3 separate regions of the Mus musculus genome follow, and all the other regions are linked to region 1. A link is a contact called in public HiChIP or PLAC-seq data. All regions are on one chromosome and are shown on one strand. Each heading gives the region's core, a stretch centred on a gene start, on an enhancer-like site or on the middle of the called end of the contact. The rest is flanking DNA. Distances are from core to core; before and after follow the strand shown.

Region 1 (3,365 bases), core at 311-2,810:
AGAAAACTTAAGCAAACTATACTATTGCTATTGTAAATTTCATACTTTCTAGAAATCACCCTGGGTTGTGACATATGTTCTGAAAGTATTATTAGTGGTCAGGGCTGGTCTGGGTGTTTCCAAGCTCTTGGGTTCTTACTCAAGGAATTGAAAGAAAGACTCACACAAGTTGTTAAAGTAGCAAGAAAGCATATTCAAAAGTGAACGATAGTATAGATCAGAAAGAACTATGCCATTGAGAAAGGCAGCAGGCCACATGGGTGAGGGAGCTCAGGGGGCCTGATTATTATTCGGGGCTTCGTTTTGAAGACACAGGGGGAGGAGCTTTCTTAGTAGGGCCATAGTTTGAGTAGTTCTTTATTTTGATTGACAGGTTTAAGTTACATAAAGTGTGTGTTTGTTTATTGATTGTTACTACACATGCCCCTTTCCATATACATCTTTATCTTAATCTTAGCATTCTCAACCATGCACTGATGTGGCAAGGCAAATAGGAGATTCTCTCTGGAAGTTCTCTTGAGGACAGTTTGTCTTATTGCCCGTGTACCCAGATCCAATCTAGGCCAGATTGTCTTACCGGGACATAATGGAGCATGACTGAAAGGGTTTGTCTGTGTTTAACCATCAAGGGAAGAAAAAGCTCATTCCACTGTTCAGAGATGGCTGTACATGAAGCTCAGGATTAGGCAGGGTCCTGGATTACCAACAGATTGCTAGCCATGTTGTTTGGGGAGGTGTGTGTGTGTGTGTGTGTGTGTGTGTGTGTGTGTGTGTGTGTGTTATGTACAGGTAAGGGTCTCAGACTGCCAATTGCGTTATTAGGAGTGGGGTTTGTTCATAGCCCAGACCAAGCGGTGCTCCAGGTTGTGAAACTATTCTCTATGCTCACCTCAGAAGTTTCAACCACACATGGCCCCAGGCCTTCCTATAGGGCTGAGATAATATACAAGGTAAGGTCTGTCTGCTACTGCAGCTGACTTCCCCCAGATGATCAGTGACAGTCCTCACAAGTGTTTATTACAGAAGATTTCTGCATACAAGGAGGTAGACAGAGAAATGCATTCCTACTGAAGGAGGGAAAATGCCTGGTGATTATGTAAATGGGGCCAGCAGGGATTTGTTTTTGCTTTGTTTTCTTTTCTTTTCTTTTTTTTTCTTTTTCTTTTTCTCTGCCTGCCACACAGTAACAGATCTATTCAATTTGCATCCAGTTCTAGGTAGAATTTATTTCACTTGGATTGCACAGATATGCTAATTTGGTCATTCATCAGGACAATAAATGGCTTGTCATTTTGCCTAAGCCTCCCATTCCCCCTCCCATAGCATGGAAATCATTCTAAGCTTGGACAGCTGGCAAGTAATGTATAAATTAGGAGACCAAAGCTTCCACCAAGCACTCTGCCAGGAGATGGCAATGGTACTGTGAAGCAGGAGAGCAGACTCCAAGGCAGGCAAGTGACAATATCACCTACAGCCACACAGGCTATGGACGGGGACTTTGGACTAGGTCCCCAACAAACAAAAACCACACATGGTCCCTCTTATCAAATGTTAAATAACTAAAATGAGTGTTGGGTGTGGGAAGGCGGGAGAGCAAGTAAGGGATAGCACGACTTCCCTGGCCTCACATAGCCACGCCCCATCGCTCCTCCTTTGTTGAGTGAGGAACTGGCTGGACCTGGGGCTCACAGTGCTATTTCATTTGGACAAAGTCTTTTCAGTGCAGTGTGTTTTGCAAGCACCAGCAGGATTGAAATCTTATCAGTAGTGTTCCAGCTAATAGCATAGTCACCCTAAACATGTGTGATAATAAAAAAAGTGTGTGAGTGTGTGTGTGTGTGTGTGTGTGTGTGTGTGTGTACACCTGAGTGTAGGCTAGAAGAAGGTGTTGGATCCCTTGTTCCTGGAAGTACAAGTGGTTGTAAACCACCTTGTGTGGTTGCTGGAAACTAAGCCCAGATCATTTGGAGAAACTAAATGTGCTATGGTCCACAGAGCTGTCTCTCTGGGCCCCTGTTTCACCAACCATCCCTTGCTGAAATGTTCACTGGGCAAGAAATTCTTGAACATTGTCTCAAATGCAAACAAATCAATACATATGCTAGCTATCAAAAAATAGAAGGCTAATTATGCTATAACACACCATGTTTATGAACCTACAAAAGTCAGGATCTTTTTCAAACTAGGAGTATTTTTTGTACCTGGATGAACAATTGCTTACTGCACTGTCTACCTGAGATTACAGCCCAGTTCTAGTCTTTCTTCCCTTTGCCTTTTTCTTACAAATCTGTGTCTGATTCCATGAAGTTTCTGTACCCCACTAGAGGTGGCCAAGAGACTGTTATATAACTCATCAGAACTCTATGCTATCATGAGAGGTTGTTCTTAAGACCAGAGTACCAGAAGAAGTCACCTCAAAAGTGCCCACAACCCAGGAAAAGGATCTCTGTTCTTTTGTTTGGGTTCTAACGGACAGATCTTTGCATAGAGGTTGGCTTCTCCTTGTAGCCTTTAATACCCAAGGTCAAGAGAATGGGAGAGAACTCAGCTTCTGATTTCTTGATTTGATCAGTAGAGCAGAACTGGGTTTCTGACAAGGGGAGGTGCACATCTGGAGTGACAGAAATGGCCATGAGGTTGTGTTTAGCTTGTTCTATCAGGTTACATATAGGAAAGACTTCATGAGGTAATCACTGACCAACCATCCCTTGCTGAAATGTTCACTGGGCAAGAAACTCTTGAACATTGTCTCAAATGCAAACAAATCAATACATATGCTAGCTATCAAAAATTAGAAGGCTAATTATGCTATAACACACCATGTTTATGAACCTACAAAAGACAGGATCTTTTTCAAACTAGGAGTATTTTTTAAGTACACCTTAGACTTAAATCCTGAGTGCTCGTTATTTCCTATCATGTCGGTCCCATTTTTAATTTATTTTTCTTTTTTAGTACAAACAAGCATCTCATTCCTCTTCTTGCATTTGTTTTACATATTTTACTCACCAATCTATGGTTTTATTTACTAGATGCCCAGCATGCACTAGGGACCCTGCTTATTCCTTGAAAACATCATAAGTAGACACAGACCTGTCTCCATGGGAACGTGGTAGATGCTGTCTCGGTCAAAAATTTTAAGAAACAGGCTTGAATCAAGCTTAATAATTAATGCACAGCATGGTTTGGGAAAGAGATGCTTGAGTTGGACTGGAAATATCTCGGAGATTGGACCTATGAACCAGCAAGCATAGATAAATGGTAAAGCAAGAGGATGCACGGTGTGGATAGTGTGGTGGGAAAGCTGCTACTGGTTCTGTTTAGTTGAAGCATATATTCGTGTGTGCTGAGGATGAGGGAGGAAG
Region 2 (3,365 bases), core at 376-2,875, 250 kb after region 1:
TCACATTGGACAGCCCCGAAGGCTCTAGAACCTGATTTTCTCCAGTCTGGAGCTGGCACAGGAGTCTGTATAGTTACTACTATCTTATCACAGAATCAAGATGGCAGATGTGGCTCCTTACTCCCTGAGGTCTTGTGGGTGCATCCATATGAACAGAATGTGGTATCTGCAGAATAAGCAGTATCTCAGACAACTGGGGACTTCCAATGGCAGAAGGCAGGGCCAGAGGCAGAAATTAGCTACCAACACTGGACTTTCCGAGAACCAGTTCTGCCTCCTTCTTCAGCAAAGGCTTTTCTGGTCACCCTGTTCCAGGGGAGAATCAGACGCTGCTTCGTCTGGGGTCCCAGGAGATTCTCAAAGCTCTGTGCTCAGGCTTTGCTCTGTGCTTTCATTCCTGTGACTGTGTCCTTATCAGATGATGAATCTCCCAAGGGCCCATAGCCTAGGGCTGTAGTGTAAACAAAATGACTAGTGCAGGGTTCTTAACAAATGGAATAAATATTAATAAACAGAAGCTAGTGGCTACAAGAAGACAAGAGGTGGCAGATATGAGCAGGTCGTTGAGGGACTTGGGATGTGCCTCAGCAGGTAGAGCACTTGCCTACTATGTGCAAATCCCTGGGTTCAATTCCCAGCACCACAAAAAATAAAATGGGGTCTTATATAGAGACCTGTAATTGCAGTACATTGGAGGTGGAGGCAGGAGAATCATAAACTCAACGTCAGCCTTAGATGACCCTACCTTTGCCCCCTCCCAAAAAGAAGGGTAAAAATCACCTGAGCAGGTAATTAAGATATTGTTGTAGCTTGTCAAAAGACCCTCACTCACAAAGACCACAGAGACTGCCATCATTGCAAAATGCATGAGGTTTTTACTTACCCAACATGTTGGGGGACCAAGAGAGACCCAGAACAAAGAAAGAACACAGTTTTTATACCTTTGTGAGGGCCGGATATAGGCACCAAGGTAGTTTGGCTTATTTTAATTGGTGTAGCCAGTAACCTTTTTAGACACTGGTTGGTTTGTATAGGGTGACTCTCATTTTGTCTGTCCTTGTGGCTCTTAGTGTGAGACGGGGCAGGGGAATTGTTAATCTTGTTTTTGACCGTTAAAACTATGTTTCTATATTTGTTTAGTGAGCCAGCTTTTTAAAAATCTGGTTCTGTACTTGGCCTGCTAGTACAGTTTGGAAAGTCCTTTTGAAGGGGGAAGGTATTGGGTAGTCTTTAATTTATTTTGGCGATTACACATTGGCAGCTCAAGGTGAGCTTGTCTCCTGGAGCGTGCGCTGAAGTGAAGACAGGGTGGCGAGTGGTAAGTTCAAGGCCAGGGGTGGATGAACAGTAAAGCTGCTTCTGGCCGCTGACGTCAGCCTTCACAGTTTACACAGAGCAGAGAAGCCAGCAATGATGAACCCCAGCAAAGTGCCAAGCACAGCAGGTTTGCTGACAAAAGCCTGGAATAATTGCTTCAGCCTCATTGCTAAGAAAATAAGCTGTGAGTCCAGGATAATTCTAGTAAGACATTGGCATTCAGGGATTAATTGTTTAGGTAGTAATGACTGCGGCAGCCCAAACTAATGAGAACTGAAAGGTTTCCAATTTGAATAGCATGAGGCAAATGAGCTTTGCCAGGCTGAGTGGGACAGGACCAGAGACTAGTTTTTGTGGGAGGTGGGGGATGGTTGACCTAAACACTGATTGGTCAAAAAAGTGAGAAAGCGGGTTTTTGTTTTGTTTTGTTTTGTTTTGTTTTTTGTGGGTTTTGTTTTTTTTGTTTTTGGAAGAACAGCTTGGGAAGACTATGAACAGCTCATGCAGCTGCCTCAGGAAAACTCTTGATTGATTGTTGCAAGCCTGGCTGAGTTTCTTACCAGAGGCCCTGGGCAGCTCTAAGCCAACAAGGCCCAAATGAGTCATCTGCTTGCTGGGAGAGGAGCCCACTCAGGGCCTGGAGTCAGACCCTCCCTGCTCTCCTAAGCCCTGACCTTCACCAGTCACCTTCCTGTCTGCAAAATCCAGCCGGATGGGATGGCAGCACTCACTTTGCCAACCCCTGTGGTGGGTTGTAGTAGCAAAAGAGACTCTGTCTGGCCCACTGCTCAGCAATCAGGATCACTAGTCAGTATGGGAAGCGAGATAGGAATTCATACATCACCCATTTCTGGTCCTCTTATTTGCCTTCATTCGTTCCAAACAGGACTCTGACCAACCTGCTCGTGTTTTTCTGTAGCTTCTTCTAGAACGCTGAGCTGTGTGAATAATTGGAGCAGCAGGCAAAGATTCAGAATCAAAAAAGAGACCCGCTCTGGGCTCAGGAGGTGGTTCAGTGGGTACAGCGCTTGCTGGGCTCGCTTGAGGACCCGAGTTCAGCCACTGGCGTTGCCATAAAAGGTCATGTGCAGCATCGTGCACCTGTAGTTCCAGCACTGGGAGGCAGGAATCAGACACACACACACACACACACACACACACACACACACACACACACTCAAGCAGGGGTTGGGGTGCAGAGCTTGATGGCCTGTTAGCCTAGGAGATTAGTGAGCAGTTTCAGTCACAGGCTCTGTTTCAGAGACAATCGAGAGAGAGAGAGAGAGAGAGAGAGAGAGAGAGAGAGAGAGAGAGAGAGGCAGATGGAGAAAGAGAGGGAGATGAACAGAGAGGGAGAAAGAGAGAGAAAGAGAGAGAGAAATGAAGAGAGAGAGACAGAGACACGGAGACAGAAAAAGAGAGAGAGACAGAGAGACAGAGACAGACCTGGGATGGTTTGCTTGGGCCAGCTGGATCATAAGAGCCCGGGAAGAGACTTGGCCGCTGTTGTAAGGGAGCCTGAGAAGACTGAACTTAGGTTTTGCCTCGCTCCAGGGAACTAAAAGTACTGCAGATCACAGGATGGAGGAGAGGTGGGGCGAAGACAACAGAGCAGCATATTCTGTTATGAGGAATAGAGCTATGATGGGAGGTTGAAAGTGTCCTTGGAAGTTGGTCCCTGTAACAGTTATCTAATAGGAAACTCCTGGGTTCTTCACCTCTCTTCCAGCTATGGCACTTTGGCTATGAAATGTTCTTGGAGGGTCAGTGTTTGAATCTTGGTCCACAGGATAGCTGTGATGGTTTGTATATCCTTGGACCAGGGAGTGGCACCATCTGAAGGTGTGGCCTTGTTGGAATAGGTGTGACCTGGTTGGAATGGGTGTGCCACTGTGGGTGTGGGTATAGATCCTCACCCTAGTTGCCTAGAAGTCAGTCTTCCACTAGCAGCATTTGGATGAAGACATAGAACTCTCAGCAACAAAGTCTTCCATATTCCTACTAGGATGACCCATTAAGCCCCATTTAAAGCATTCCACTGAGTTCCA
Region 3 (3,365 bases), core at 528-3,027, 240 kb after region 1:
TACAACAGTTACAAAGTAGCAACAAAATAATGTTATGGTTGGTGGGGCGGCGGGGTCACCATGATGTGAGGAACTGAGTCAAAGGGTCGCCGCATTAGGAAGATTGGGAACCACTGCTCTAGATTTGATTTGATTTTTTTAAAATCAAGTTAAAATCAACCCAGACTCTGCTTGGCTTTCCTAAACCTGGGCACCTTCTTTTCTGCTGTATTTTACTGTGTTCTTATCCTAAGTGCCCAACCGGGTCACAGACTTGGGTGTCTTGTCATCAGAGTTTATATCTCTTGCAGTGTGGGCCCTGTGACACCAACACATGTGACTTTTTGTCATCAAGACAGATGTTGTCATGTACAAAGTTCATACTGTCAACAGTGAGGTAGAGTGTTGTGTGTGTGTGTTTTGTTTTGTTTTGTTTTGTTTTAGTCTCACGATGCTTCAAGCAAGTTTACAATTTTGTGCTGCTTGACTGTGTTTGTAGATATCCTGGAGACGTGTGTGAGGGTCCAGGAAGGAGCCACAGCCTCATACCAATGGCTTCAGCTCAGTCTATCTGACCACTCAGTGTAGAAGCAGCCAAAGAACTAAAACTCACTATTCCCAGTTCTTGGGCTTTCGTGGCAGAGACTAAATAAACCATGGAACTTATTCCCTGCAAGCCCAAAGCCTTTAGGAGCTGTCCTTCAGGACCCTGTGGGTGGCCTCAGAGCCTGCCCCGGCACGGGGTTGGCAGTGCTCTGTGGCAGCTACTGACTAGACTGGTCTCTGCCTATCTGCGCTGCTGCTGTTGCTGCTGCTGCTGCTGCTGGCATTCAGACAAACAAGTGTTGTGCTGTGTGTATTCCTAATCTCTATTTTAATGTCTCCAACAATCTACTGGTTAATTAGCAATTTGCTGCCCACAAATATGCAAATGAGTGACAAGCCTAGGTTCTCTGCATCTGTAATTATTCTGCTGATGTACAATCCACTTTCTTCCCCCTGTAGGTTTTTCTATGTGTGTGTGTTCGTGCATCAGGGATTTCATTATTTTTAGAAGCGTGCTCTGTGCATCTTTATGCTTTAATAAAAGAGAGTTCAGTGATTACTGTATTTTGAAATATATATACTATATGCATGTCCCTCCTCAATTCCAAATTCATCTGTCGGATTCTTTTTTTCTTAAAGAACAGTGAGTTTAGATTTATCAAGAGGCTACAGTCCAAATTGCAGAGAGTCAGAGCATAAGACTGAAAGATACACATTTCTGCGGCTGCCAAATTCTTATCTTGAATCAGTATCTTGTAGTATTTGATTTTCTCCAGGCAGCTCCGTGAGTAGAGCCACAAGCTGACGACCCCATCTGCCTGTTGGAGCACAAAGCTTTCCTGTTTGGAGGTGGAAATGTTTTATATTTTTTTCCTTTTTTGGATGGGGGTTTTGTTCAGGGCACTAAGAAAGGCTCTCATGTTAAATTAAGTCAATTAATAAATGGAGACACATTAAGCAATCAATTTTGTCAGCCTATCTCCCCAGCATTATGTATGGTTGGCTGTAATCACAAGATAAATGCAGTGTGCTGATCTATGGTAATGTTCAATAATACATTCTCCGCCAGGCTCAATTCATCAGGGAGTTTCAGTAGGGGAGGTATTTGTTATTGGCTGTCTCTGAACCTCAAGGATAACATTTCTGTCCTTTTGATTGGCTGCCTCGCTGCTGCAAGATTCTAACCGTCTTATTTTGATGATGAATATGAAGGCGCGCTAAGCCGGGCTGGAACGGAGAGTCTCCGAGGCTGTGCTCCATTCAGAGCCCAAGGACTTACAGCTTCCTCCGCTGCCTTCCTGTGTCAACAACCCCCCAAAAGTTGTGATGCTTTTCTTTACACAGTGCTTTGGGGCTGTGTTGGATCTCATTCACCTCCGGTTTCAGCACTACAAGGCTAAACGGGTTTTCTCTGCTGCTGGGCAACTTGTCTGTGTGGTCAACCCCACGCACAACCTAAAGGTGAGTCGCTTCCTCTCGTGCTTTCTGCCATCTCCGCGGGGGCTCTAGCCTTTTCTCAGGAGACTTCTATCAGGGAGCTCATGCAGGCAGTTTGCTGGTGCTAGGATCCCGGGGTCTCAGGGGATGCTTGCCTCATGCTCGCTCTCTGGATAGCTTGGTGCTGTTACTGTGACTGTGTGGTGTTTTCTGGACTGGCAAGCAACCAGAAGAGCAGGCATATAGTGTCTTCCTCACACGGTCCTCCGAGGGGAGTCAGGGGAGTCGGGGGTGGAGGGGCAGAGGGGGCAGGGGGAGGGGCAAAAGGGAGGGTGAAGGGAAGAGAAGGGTAGAGGTGTCCTTACCTCCCTCCCAAGCATTTGTGGGCCAGTGCCGAGGAGAACAAAAAAAATCTGAAAAGTTACCCAAATTGCTGTCTGTCCCGCCGGTCAGTGCAATGCAAGGATTTGGCTGTGCAGAAGTAGCTTCAGGACTGGGGAGCTCTGATACAGGACCCGGGAGTTGGCAAGGGGCCGTTTCTGCAAGAGTTAGCCCTTGTCCTCAAACTGTGTCAAAGTGTGTGTGTGTGTGTGTGTGTGTGTGTGTGTGTGTGTGTGTGTGTGAGAGAGAGAGAGAGAGAGAGAGAGAGAGAGAGAGAGAGAGAGAGAGACTGTCTGTCTGTGTCTGTCTGTCTGTCTGTCTGAGTTGCTGGGAGGAGTTTAGCTCCTTTCCCTCCTGCCAAGGAGATGTGAGCCTCCTCTGAGAGCAGTCAGAGGAGGGCTTCGCTTCAATTGTGTAATAATGAAACCAGCTAGGAGCTGCAGCGGCTGCCTGGAGCCTGCAGGCGGCTGGCTGCTGAGCTGCCTGCCAGTGGCTGCCTCACCTGCTCGCTCGGTGCTGCTTTCACCGTGTTCATCCCTTCACGTCAATGTTCTAAGCCAAAATGCAGGGCCAGAAGGACCTCTCCATGTCAGGGTGCAGATGAGGAAATTAATGAAGAGACACTGCCTAGGGATGCCGGGGAGGTGGGGAGTGGGGAAAGGGCATGCTGGGACAGCGCAACTGAACTCCCTGGAGGTGGAATGGTCTGAAAATCAACTAAAACGCAGGACTCTAGATTAGATTGCCGCTTGCTTGCCTACCTTCACTGTACTGGGAGACTGAGGGACAGGGGGAGGGGCTGTGTCTGCAACTGAGTGTGGGACTGTCTCCTGGAGACCGAAGCTGTGATTCTGACCACTGTGGTCCAGCAGTGTTGAGCGATGCTTGTGGTGGGTGCGATGTCGATGTTGTACAATAAACTCTCATGATCAGATGCATGGTCCTTAATCCTCTTGCTGCAGACCTGTGTTTATAAGCGTTCCCCACCTCCATTCCTGGAAGTCTTTAAACTGACAGCTGTC

Evidence for each region. HiChIP or PLAC-seq counts read pairs in DNA pulled down with a chosen protein or histone mark.
Region 2: a contact with region 1 is called in an H3K4me3 HiChIP or PLAC-seq map of embryonic basal ganglia, with 2.4 times the contacts expected there. The contact joins two enhancer-like sites. A contact is called at or near these places in 3 of 39 promoter capture datasets (liver and stem cell-derived epiblast-like cells) and 2 of 115 datasets of contacts at active chromatin or transcription factors (embryonic basal ganglia and embryonic forebrain).
Region 3: an H3K4me3 HiChIP or PLAC-seq map of embryonic forebrain shows a contact between it and region 1, with 3 times the contacts expected there. The contact joins the promoter of Siah3 here to the enhancer-like site in region 1. A contact is called at or near these places in 5 of 39 promoter capture datasets (cranial neural crest, embryonic stem cells, frontonasal cranial neural crest and 1 more), 3 of 484 Hi-C or Micro-C datasets (nephron progenitors and neural progenitor cells) and 5 of 115 datasets of contacts at active chromatin or transcription factors (SST interneurons, VIP interneurons, embryonic basal ganglia and 2 more).

Annotation. Positions count from the first base shown.
Region 1 is chr14:75,218,116-75,221,480 of GRCm38.p6, forward strand. The region is part of intron 14 of Lcp1 (lymphocyte cytosolic protein 1); the gene reads left to right. Among named protein-coding and RNA genes, the nearest start is that of Cpb2, 22 kb to the right of the region's middle. Within about 2 kb of position 1,561, at least 18 of the 459 cell types and tissues checked have an H3K27ac peak or open chromatin away from gene starts, as enhancers often do. A contact at or near this core is called in VIP interneurons, embryonic basal ganglia and embryonic forebrain, where this site is marked.
Region 2 is chr14:75,471,781-75,475,145 of GRCm38.p6, forward strand. All of the region lies in intron 1 of Siah3 (siah E3 ubiquitin protein ligase family member 3), which reads left to right. Among named protein-coding and RNA genes, the nearest start is that of Gm41212, 15 kb to the left of the region's middle. Within about 2 kb of position 1,626, at least 49 of the 459 cell types and tissues checked have an H3K27ac peak or open chromatin away from gene starts, as enhancers often do. A contact at or near this core is called in embryonic basal ganglia and embryonic forebrain, where this site is marked.
Region 3 is chr14:75,454,205-75,457,569 of GRCm38.p6, forward strand. Siah3 (siah E3 ubiquitin protein ligase family member 3) reads left to right here and starts at 1,778. Exons shown (of 2, transcript NM_001128093.1): 1 at 1,778-1,986. The coding sequence starts at 1,852. Gm41212 (a long non-coding RNA gene) reads right to left here. Exons shown (of 2, transcript XR_874827.2): 1 at 2,388-3,365.